2 separate regions of the Zea mays genome follow, and region 1 is linked to region 2. The links are chromatin contacts, called in public Hi-C maps. All regions are on one chromosome and are shown on one strand. The core of a region is the stretch at or near the end of the contact, and the rest is flanking DNA. Distances in the headings are between cores, read along the strand shown. Region 1 holds the start of LOC100275098. Region 2 holds the start of LOC103644282 (anthranilate synthase alpha subunit 1, chloroplastic).

Region 1 (4,248 bases), core at 1,375-3,874, 230 kb before region 2:
CTATCTGTCTTGGTGCACTTGTGTTTCTTCCGTGCGATCAGCCCATGCATGTCTGATGGAATTCTATCTAAATTTTCGTTCCCATTTGCGCCTACGTAGCGGGCAGCTGCATGCCGTTCTCTCACCCAAAAGGTTACTCCCTCCGTTTCTTTTTATTAGTCGCTGTATAGTACAAAATTGCACTATCCAGCGACTAATAAAAAGAAACGGAGGGAGTACTAATTAACGTGCATCACAAAAGCGATGAGGAGGAGGAGGAGGTATCTTATTCTCTGTTTGTTTGTGACCCGCGCGCAAACTCTATCAAATTCAATTCAAAGCCGTCCGTCCCCAAGGCAGTTCTATGCAGTAGCTACCTTTCGGATTCGAATTCTGTCTCGGCCTGGCTCCCATCATTGCTTCCTTTTCTTCTTCTTCTTTTTCTACAAAGCTATATCTTCTGAGCTCAGCGCTTCTAGAATTGTGCCAGCTTTTGTGGTGTCGCCGTTTGAAATCAAACACAGACGGCACGACACGTCCCGTACAGACGAGAGAAGGGAGAAGCGAGAAACTGAGCACGGCAGGAGAAGATCGTGACGGCCAACGCAAGGCCGTCTCGTCTGCTGGGTGGCGGTGGGTAGTGCTGCGAATATGGCCAGAGTTTTTTTTTTTTTTTGGGCCAGCACGAGCACGGCACGAAAATAGGAGTCTAAAGTACGACCCGACACGAAGTAATACGGACCGAGATAGCACGGCTCGAAGGCGGGTCTGAGTTGAGCCTTAAATTCTGGTCTGTTACCTTTGACACGGCCTGCACAGATGGGCCAGCACGACATAATTAAACCTAAGTTGTTTAATTTCTTTAATTTAGTAACCTATCAACCTTATATTGTTGTGTTATTTATAGTTTATGTGGTCAGATGATGTTAGAATTATTTAATATCTTTAATTTAGTAGGTTATGGACTTTAAGTGGGTGTAACATTTTGATTTTATGTGTTCGAATATATGGGTCGGGCTTAGACCGGCATAGCCTAACAAAGACACATCGTGCTTTAGGGCATGACGATGGGCTTGGACTGAGCCGACCCACTAGCTGTGGGGCTGCCCAGTGTTGCTGGACAGGAGTACATCTGCAATGCAAAAAAAAAAAAAAAACCATAAATGCGGTTTTAAGATGGCACCGGACGACGACCAGATGCGGGGATCTGACGGCAGCAGATAATGCGGGGTGGTTCTTGGAAGGGAGATGCTGGCTTGGGAAAAGAAATAAAGAAAAGAGCCGCTGCACTGCATCGCCCTCGCTGCGTCGCAAGGAATGGAAATCCTGCTGCGCGCTGGCCGCTGGTCTTTTGACCGCGACACGCGCTTGAAATAAAGCTGGGGCCTGAACCTGATGGGGAGCTTGGACTTGTTGGTTTCTGGGCGCTCTCGGTCTCCCTGCGAGTGCGACTGCGACTGCAAGGTGGACATCCTGTCTGCATGATTGGCTTTCGTTTCGTGCCGTCCCATCACAAGCTCAAGCATCGCAACACACCTCACTGACACGGGAACCCTCCATTTGCAGTCGCAGTTGCAATTCGCGAGGACAAAGGGCAGAGAGGAGGGTTTAGGCTTTCTCCGGTGACATTCGGATGCGAATGCGTATTTAGGGAGTCCGTGAGCCGCTGCGTCTGTGCATTTAACTGGAGTGCTCCAGCAGCTCTCTTATCCGGCCTCGTATTGCTGTTTCCGGCCATATCGCAGTTATCCAGAATATGCGAGGAGGAGAGAGAAGTGTGGATTTGCGCATGCTGAAGCCAGGCCTCCAATTATGCGATACCATATACGCATGCTGCTGGGATCGGTACAATACGTAAATTGAGGATGCGAGCCCCTTTACGAATCCTGCTGGAGAAAGCCTTACAGACAGACACTTTGTTCGAGCAAAAAACCAAAATTACTACTAGACGATTCATTCATTCTAATTTAATTAGGCACTCAACTCCACTCCACGGAGCAGCAGTCCAAGTTATCAAACAAACAAACAAACAACACACGCACCGGCTAATCCATGTCTAAAGTAAGCTCACCTTCTCACTTTCACACACACGCACGCACGCACGCCAACCAAGGGAGACGAAGCAAAGAACGCTTCGAAACCTTGTGCAGTGCAGTCCTACCAGAAGCATGCAGACTCGGCGGCACCGGCGGCGGCGGCGGCGCGGGGCCTGCCGGCGCCGGAGAGGCGGCCGTAGCGGGAGGAAGAGCGGCGGCGGGCGGCCCAGCCGAAGCAGAGGCGGAGGCGCGCGCGGAGGCGGCGGAGGCCCGTGGCGGCTGCGCGGCGCAGGCGGCGCATCCCCGCCCAGACGACGCGCCTGGCGCGGGCGCGCGGGGGGAGCGCCGCCGCCGCGTCGGCGTCGCGCGAGAAGTGGTAGCTGCGGAGGAACAGCTGCCGCCGCTCCACCTGCCGCTCCCACCGCGCCATCTGCTCCAGGTACGGCACGGACGCCACGCGGACGGACATGGCGGCGCGGCGGCGGCGACGGCTCTTTCGTCCCTTCGTCCTTGCCCCTGCCCCTGCTGCTATATATATGCTCTGCGTCGCGTGTCTAGGGAGGAGGCGCAGACAGGAACGGCTCTGCGACGTGGGATGGGAGTTGTGGACGTGGAAGAGGACGAAGGGGGAGGGGCAGAATTAATAGTGTGGTGGGCTGGTGGCGGGAGTCGCGGCGGCGAGGGGGAGGGAGGAGACGAAGCGGAGGAGGCGTTTTGGTTTTTTTTTGGCTGCGCGAGGGGAAGGGCAGGGGAGATGTTTGGAGTGGGAGAGCGGAGGGTGGGCGGCTTTATGCTTTCTTGGACGTTTTGCTTCCACAAATCGACCTCCCCGATTTTTTTTTTTTTTTTTGGCTAGGCGGATGGATGGGTTGGAATTTTAGCACTCTCGTTTATTTGACGCAACGAGTAAACCGTTATATAACCTGGCAGGCCACTATAGCTTAGCGGTCAAGTTCAGAACACAAACTAGCTAGCTAGCTAGCTCATTTCTAGTTTAAGTAACTCGTACTCGATCGTGAATCAGCGCTTTAAATATGAACAATGAAGCATCCATGCTTACACTATTTGAGTTACTATATATATATATATATATATATTTACCATTAGTCTATCGTTGGTTTATGTCTAATTGATTTTTTTAAGGTATGAATGAAAACAGAAAGGGTCACTGGGTCAGCACTTTTATGTAGTAGGACAATGTTATTGGAAGCTTAATACCACTTTTATTAATTAATTAATCCACGACGCAGACGTCAGTCCACGCACGACGAAGGCCCGCTACGCTTTCCCCTTCCCCCGTCTCTGTTTTTTGCACGCAAGAAGTGTGAGCGTTTAACAGCACGCGCCGTTCCGGGGTGGGTGGGTCCACCAACCCATGATGAATGGCTGGCAGACGGGGTATTGCTATTGCTATGGGTGTTACTCCATCGTACCGTAGTTAGTACTTAATCTCTTTGAAAAAGTCAACTGTGTTTTTACTCGCATCGAACGTACGTACAGTACGTACTCTACAAAATATAACATTGGCATTTCGCAGTTCATGATTAACGTTGTTTATAGTAGTACTATCCCATCCCTTGTGGTGGTGTGGTGTACGGACGGCGAAAGGACCGTTGGATGGGACAGGATCTGACCCCTCCCTCACGTGATACGATCATCTCCACCACCACGCCCTGCGCTTTCTGGATTCTCCAAAAATCCGCTGCCAGCCAGCCAGCCTCACCCTCCTGCCAATCCTGGTGGATTTTGTTTCCTTTTTTCTTACTGCACGGACAGGTAGGTGCGATTAAATGTTTGGGCAGAATGTTTCCGATTATCTGCGCAATTCGTTGCGAGTTTCTGTGTAGACAATACGTAATAAACATACGAACCGTGTGTTTGTTGAATACTGAAAATCGTGAGATGGTTCTAATTTTTCTTTTTCTTTTTGGGCATATACCCCCTTTTGTCGCATGTCGCATCGCATCGCATGCCCCGACAGGCAGATGCACACGAGGGACCAAATGGAACGAATTGACAATGAGATGCCAGCACCCGCGTCGCCTAGGACCTCTTTGTTTGGTCAAAAACCAGACCTGCTTTGGTCCTACATATGCTCTCACTAAGTCAGATTATGACTATTATTCGCTCCCTAGCTAGCTAGCTAGCTGGCTACCGCTTGCTGTCAGGCAGCCAACTAGGCTATGCTAGCCAACTAGGCGCTTGCATCGCGTGCAAAACCATTCAACACCCC
Region 2 (3,782 bases), core at 789-3,288:
TGATGACGATAGGGAGAGCAGTGTCTCCAAAATCTTGCTCTACTAAAGAGGTAGCACACATTGAGATAGATCTAGTTTTTGGGAGCAGTCACACGACCGATTGCCGAGTTGGTTTGTACTATGACATCTACGGAATTTAACGACAAAGTAGTCTCGAGTGATCCTTGCTGTGAGATGATGCGAGGAATTTCTCCTCGTAATTTTTTGGTCGGCGTGTTTCACGTGGATATGCTTTTATTTGCTACGTACGGTCTATCTATAGTGCACATAGGGATTGTTTTATAAATCAATTTGATATTAAAAGTATGTATTCTTCTCAGAGATAGTATGTAATAAAAACTAAAATTAAATCCTGTTACAATTTGGAAATGGGCGTACTAGGAAAATTGCTTTTTATATGGCCTTCCTTTGAAATGAAGGCGTGAGATTCCCCAGTTTAGACGATCGACCATTGATGCCTGATTGGCCAGTCACGAGGCGGGGCCCGATCGTTGCTGCAGACCCATCGGCACACGCAGACGCCTGATTGCGATGCTCTTTCTTGTCGGGATATTTTTGTACGCGACCAATAACTTCGGTACAGTCGTGTAAGGGGTCCAGTAGCGTTTTTTTAAATCCTTTTTATTACAGTTTCCCCCTTCCGATCAGATCCCTAGTGTCTGGAGATGTTTGTTACCGGCGACGACGATTGCTAGTACGAAGGATCGTCGTAGAGCTGGAGCATATGCCGACCCAGATCCCATTTTCTGAGTCCCGATGGATTGGTTGCGAACTCGTGCGTGCGGCAGCCAAGCAAAGCTTCCCCGCGCTAGCTGCTCCCGATCCGTGCATCTTTACGCGTGGATGCTCTTTTATGGTGGGTTGGTTGTTATTTGTTAGCCAGTAAGGAGATGTTTCGTTCCGAACTGTCACATCAAGTATTTAAAATAATTATGAATATTAAATAATGGCTTGATTAGGCTTGTCTTTTAGTTTTTATTTGTATAGTTAGTTTTATAATTAGACTGCATTTAATATCTGTAATTATTATTCGAATATACGTTTGATGTGATAAACTAAAATTTAGTTGGCTGGAACCAAACATTTCTTGATGTCGATCCGGCTTTTGAATGTTCCGTCAATAATGAAGACATGTCAAAGACTATTTTTTCCCCTTATCGGTAAACAAGAAATATTTTATTCTTTTTTCTCATTTTCTTCTCGTTATCATTATAAGGGCATAAATTTATTATATAGAAAGGTAGAGTGACTCAGGCATATGTTTGATACTAGCCGACGTAACCTTTTATAGGGTTTCTTAACATCTGGTATCAAATTTTAATTCATGAACTAAACTGGTGTGCTGGGCTCTATCGATTCTATTAAAAAAGGTCATTGTCTATCACGCATACAAAGGTATATATGGTCATATAGAACATATATACTCTTTGTCGCTGATTTTAATTGATGAACGAGATTGATAACTATGATTTACCAAAACTGATTATAAGCATGAGGCCAAAACTCTTTTTTTTTGTAAAATGGGACCCCAAAATTGACTTGGGGAGCATGAGGCCGCCGCCGCCTCCAAAGCCAGGCCAGAGTCGGCCCATTTCTATCCTTAGCTGTACTGAAATGCTGATACTCTTTTTGTATCTTCTAATAATAGGGGGTCGCTGGTTGGATTCTGCTGGACTGCTGCTGATACTATGGGCTGGCCCGTTTTCCGTTGGGCGTGGCGCTATGGGCCCAGCGTGTAAGTTATCCTCCGAATAGCCTAGCACCCCCGGTGGTCGGCCTGGACAACCTAGTAGGATAAAACAAAGCAGTGGGGCCGTGGTGAGCCTCTGTTAGGTGGTCCCAGGAATAAAACAAGAATATCCCGCGGCCAACTCCACTCGACTCGTTGATAACGTGCACGGTTTCCCTGTCGTCCGTCCAAGTACGTTCGTGCCAGCTCACGTGTGCATGCCGAACCGTTTCTGTTGTCTAGCGTGGCGCACTTGCACACGTGATCGATCGTCTTCTTTCTCGCGAAACACACGCCGTTTGCTGCTCGTCATGCCAAAGATGTCATTATATGGCAGAGAAGGATGTGACAACATATAGCTGTAGACCTTGGCACAAGCATGCGATGCGAGCAGTTTCAAACCTCGTGGGCAGAGCAGCACAACACAGCATTCTTTGGCGGAGCACGAGGGGGCCCACGCCTGAATGCCAGGCCTGGCCGCGACGTGTCGCGCCTCGCCCTCCCCGACTCCACTCCACTCCACTCCACTCGCCCGCGCCCGCCGCCCGCGTGCTCCTCCCTCGCGCCCCGCCCCGCCCCGCCCCTATCTATATCCATTCCCGCTCGTCCCCCTCAACAACCCTCCTCACCGCGCACTCGTGTTCGTGTCATCCCGCCCGCAGGCCGCAGTCCATGGCCACCGCCAGCCTCGCGCTCTCGCTGCGCCTCGCGCCGTCCTCGCGCCCGCTGAGCCTCCGCCGCCGGGGGGCCGCCGGCGTCACCTGCCGCGCCACCACCGCCACGTTCCACCAGCTCGACGCCGTCGGTGAGTGCCTGTGCCTCGATCCGAGGCCGTGTCTGTTCCGCCGGATTGGGACCGGGCGTGCTGCAGTTTTGGTTAACTATTAATGCCGTCGAGGTACGGTCTCGTTTCTCGTGTGCGCGCGCGCAGCGGTGAGGGAGGAGGAGTCCAGGTTCCGGACGGCGGCGGCGGAGGGCCGCAACCTGCTGCCGCTCACGAGGTGCATCTTCTCCGATCACCTCACGCCCGTGCTAGCGTACCGCTGTCTCGTTAAGGAGGACGAACGCGATGCGCCCAGCTTTCTCTTCGAGTCTGTCGAGCAGGGGTCCGAGGGCACCAATGTGGTGAGTAGTGGATTCGCCACCCGTGACACCCGCCTGACTGTCGTCCTATGGTCTGATGCTCCAGGCATTTCACCGAGCATGTGATTTGCAGGGGAGGTACAGCGTGGTCGGGGCGCAGCCTTCTATGGAGGTCGTGGCCAAGGCTAACCATGTGACGGTCATGGACCATGAGATGAAGTCGAGGAGGGAGCACTTCGTGCCTGATCCCATGAGGATCCCCAGGACAATCATGGAGCAGTGGAACCCGCAGATTGCTGACAGCCTCCCTGATGCATTTTGTGGTACAGTTTTGCCCCCGCCCTCTTCCTGGTACCTTGTTTTAGAATGCGAAGCATCTTAAATTGTTGTCATAGTGTCACTTGCCATAGATCTGTGGAATTGCTTGAGGTAAAAACATCCTCTGCTGCCTCTTGCTTTACATACTTGGGGTGAGGGTGAAACAATGCCATTTCTACTCATGGTATGGGTCTATACTTTCTACAGCAGCACATGATTCCATACTTGTCATGTTCTCTCTCCATGCACATGTTGCTGGTACCCCCTCCATCTCAAAATGATAGTAGTATTTTAATGAGGAAAAAGTCTAACAAAATAGACTCCGGCCGTTATTTTTTTCTCACTGCATGTTGTTATTTGCTAATAAATCAATCTAAAATTAGAGGACACTTTGGGTATAAGTCTATTGATACAAGTTTCATATCCTAATCTTGTAGGTAATTTGAATAACTGTTGATCTAAATTTGTAAATTTTGACTCCTTCAGTAGCTAGAATGTTGTTTGGTGATATACTAATATTATTTCTCTTTGATATCTAGAATGCTCCTTATGGAGGACATGGGGATAGTTCTTTGTTATGTATCAATTACAGTCACAATATTTGTATGATATTTTGTAGGAGGATGGGTTGGATTCTTCTCATATGATACAG

The links. A called contact is a pair of places that touch in the nucleus more often than the background predicts.
Region 1: a contact with region 2 is called in a Hi-C map of ear, with 1.7 times the contacts expected there. The contact joins the promoter of LOC100275098 here to the promoter of LOC103644282 in region 2. A contact is called at or near these places in 2 of 25 Hi-C or Micro-C datasets (ear and leaf).

What each region holds. Positions count from the first base shown.
Region 1 is chr1:302,197,059-302,201,306 of Zm-B73-REFERENCE-NAM-5.0, reverse strand. LOC100275098 reads right to left here and starts at 2,624. Exons shown (of 1, transcript NM_001176994.2): 1 at 1,907-2,624. The coding sequence starts at 2,484. The coding sequence ends at 2,137.
Region 2 is chr1:301,965,703-301,969,484 of Zm-B73-REFERENCE-NAM-5.0, reverse strand. LOC103644282 (anthranilate synthase alpha subunit 1, chloroplastic) reads left to right here and starts at 2,038. Exons shown (of 11, transcript XM_020547035.3): 1 at 2,038-2,534; 2 at 2,661-2,854; 3 at 2,946-3,135; 4 at 3,750-3,782. The coding sequence starts at 2,060.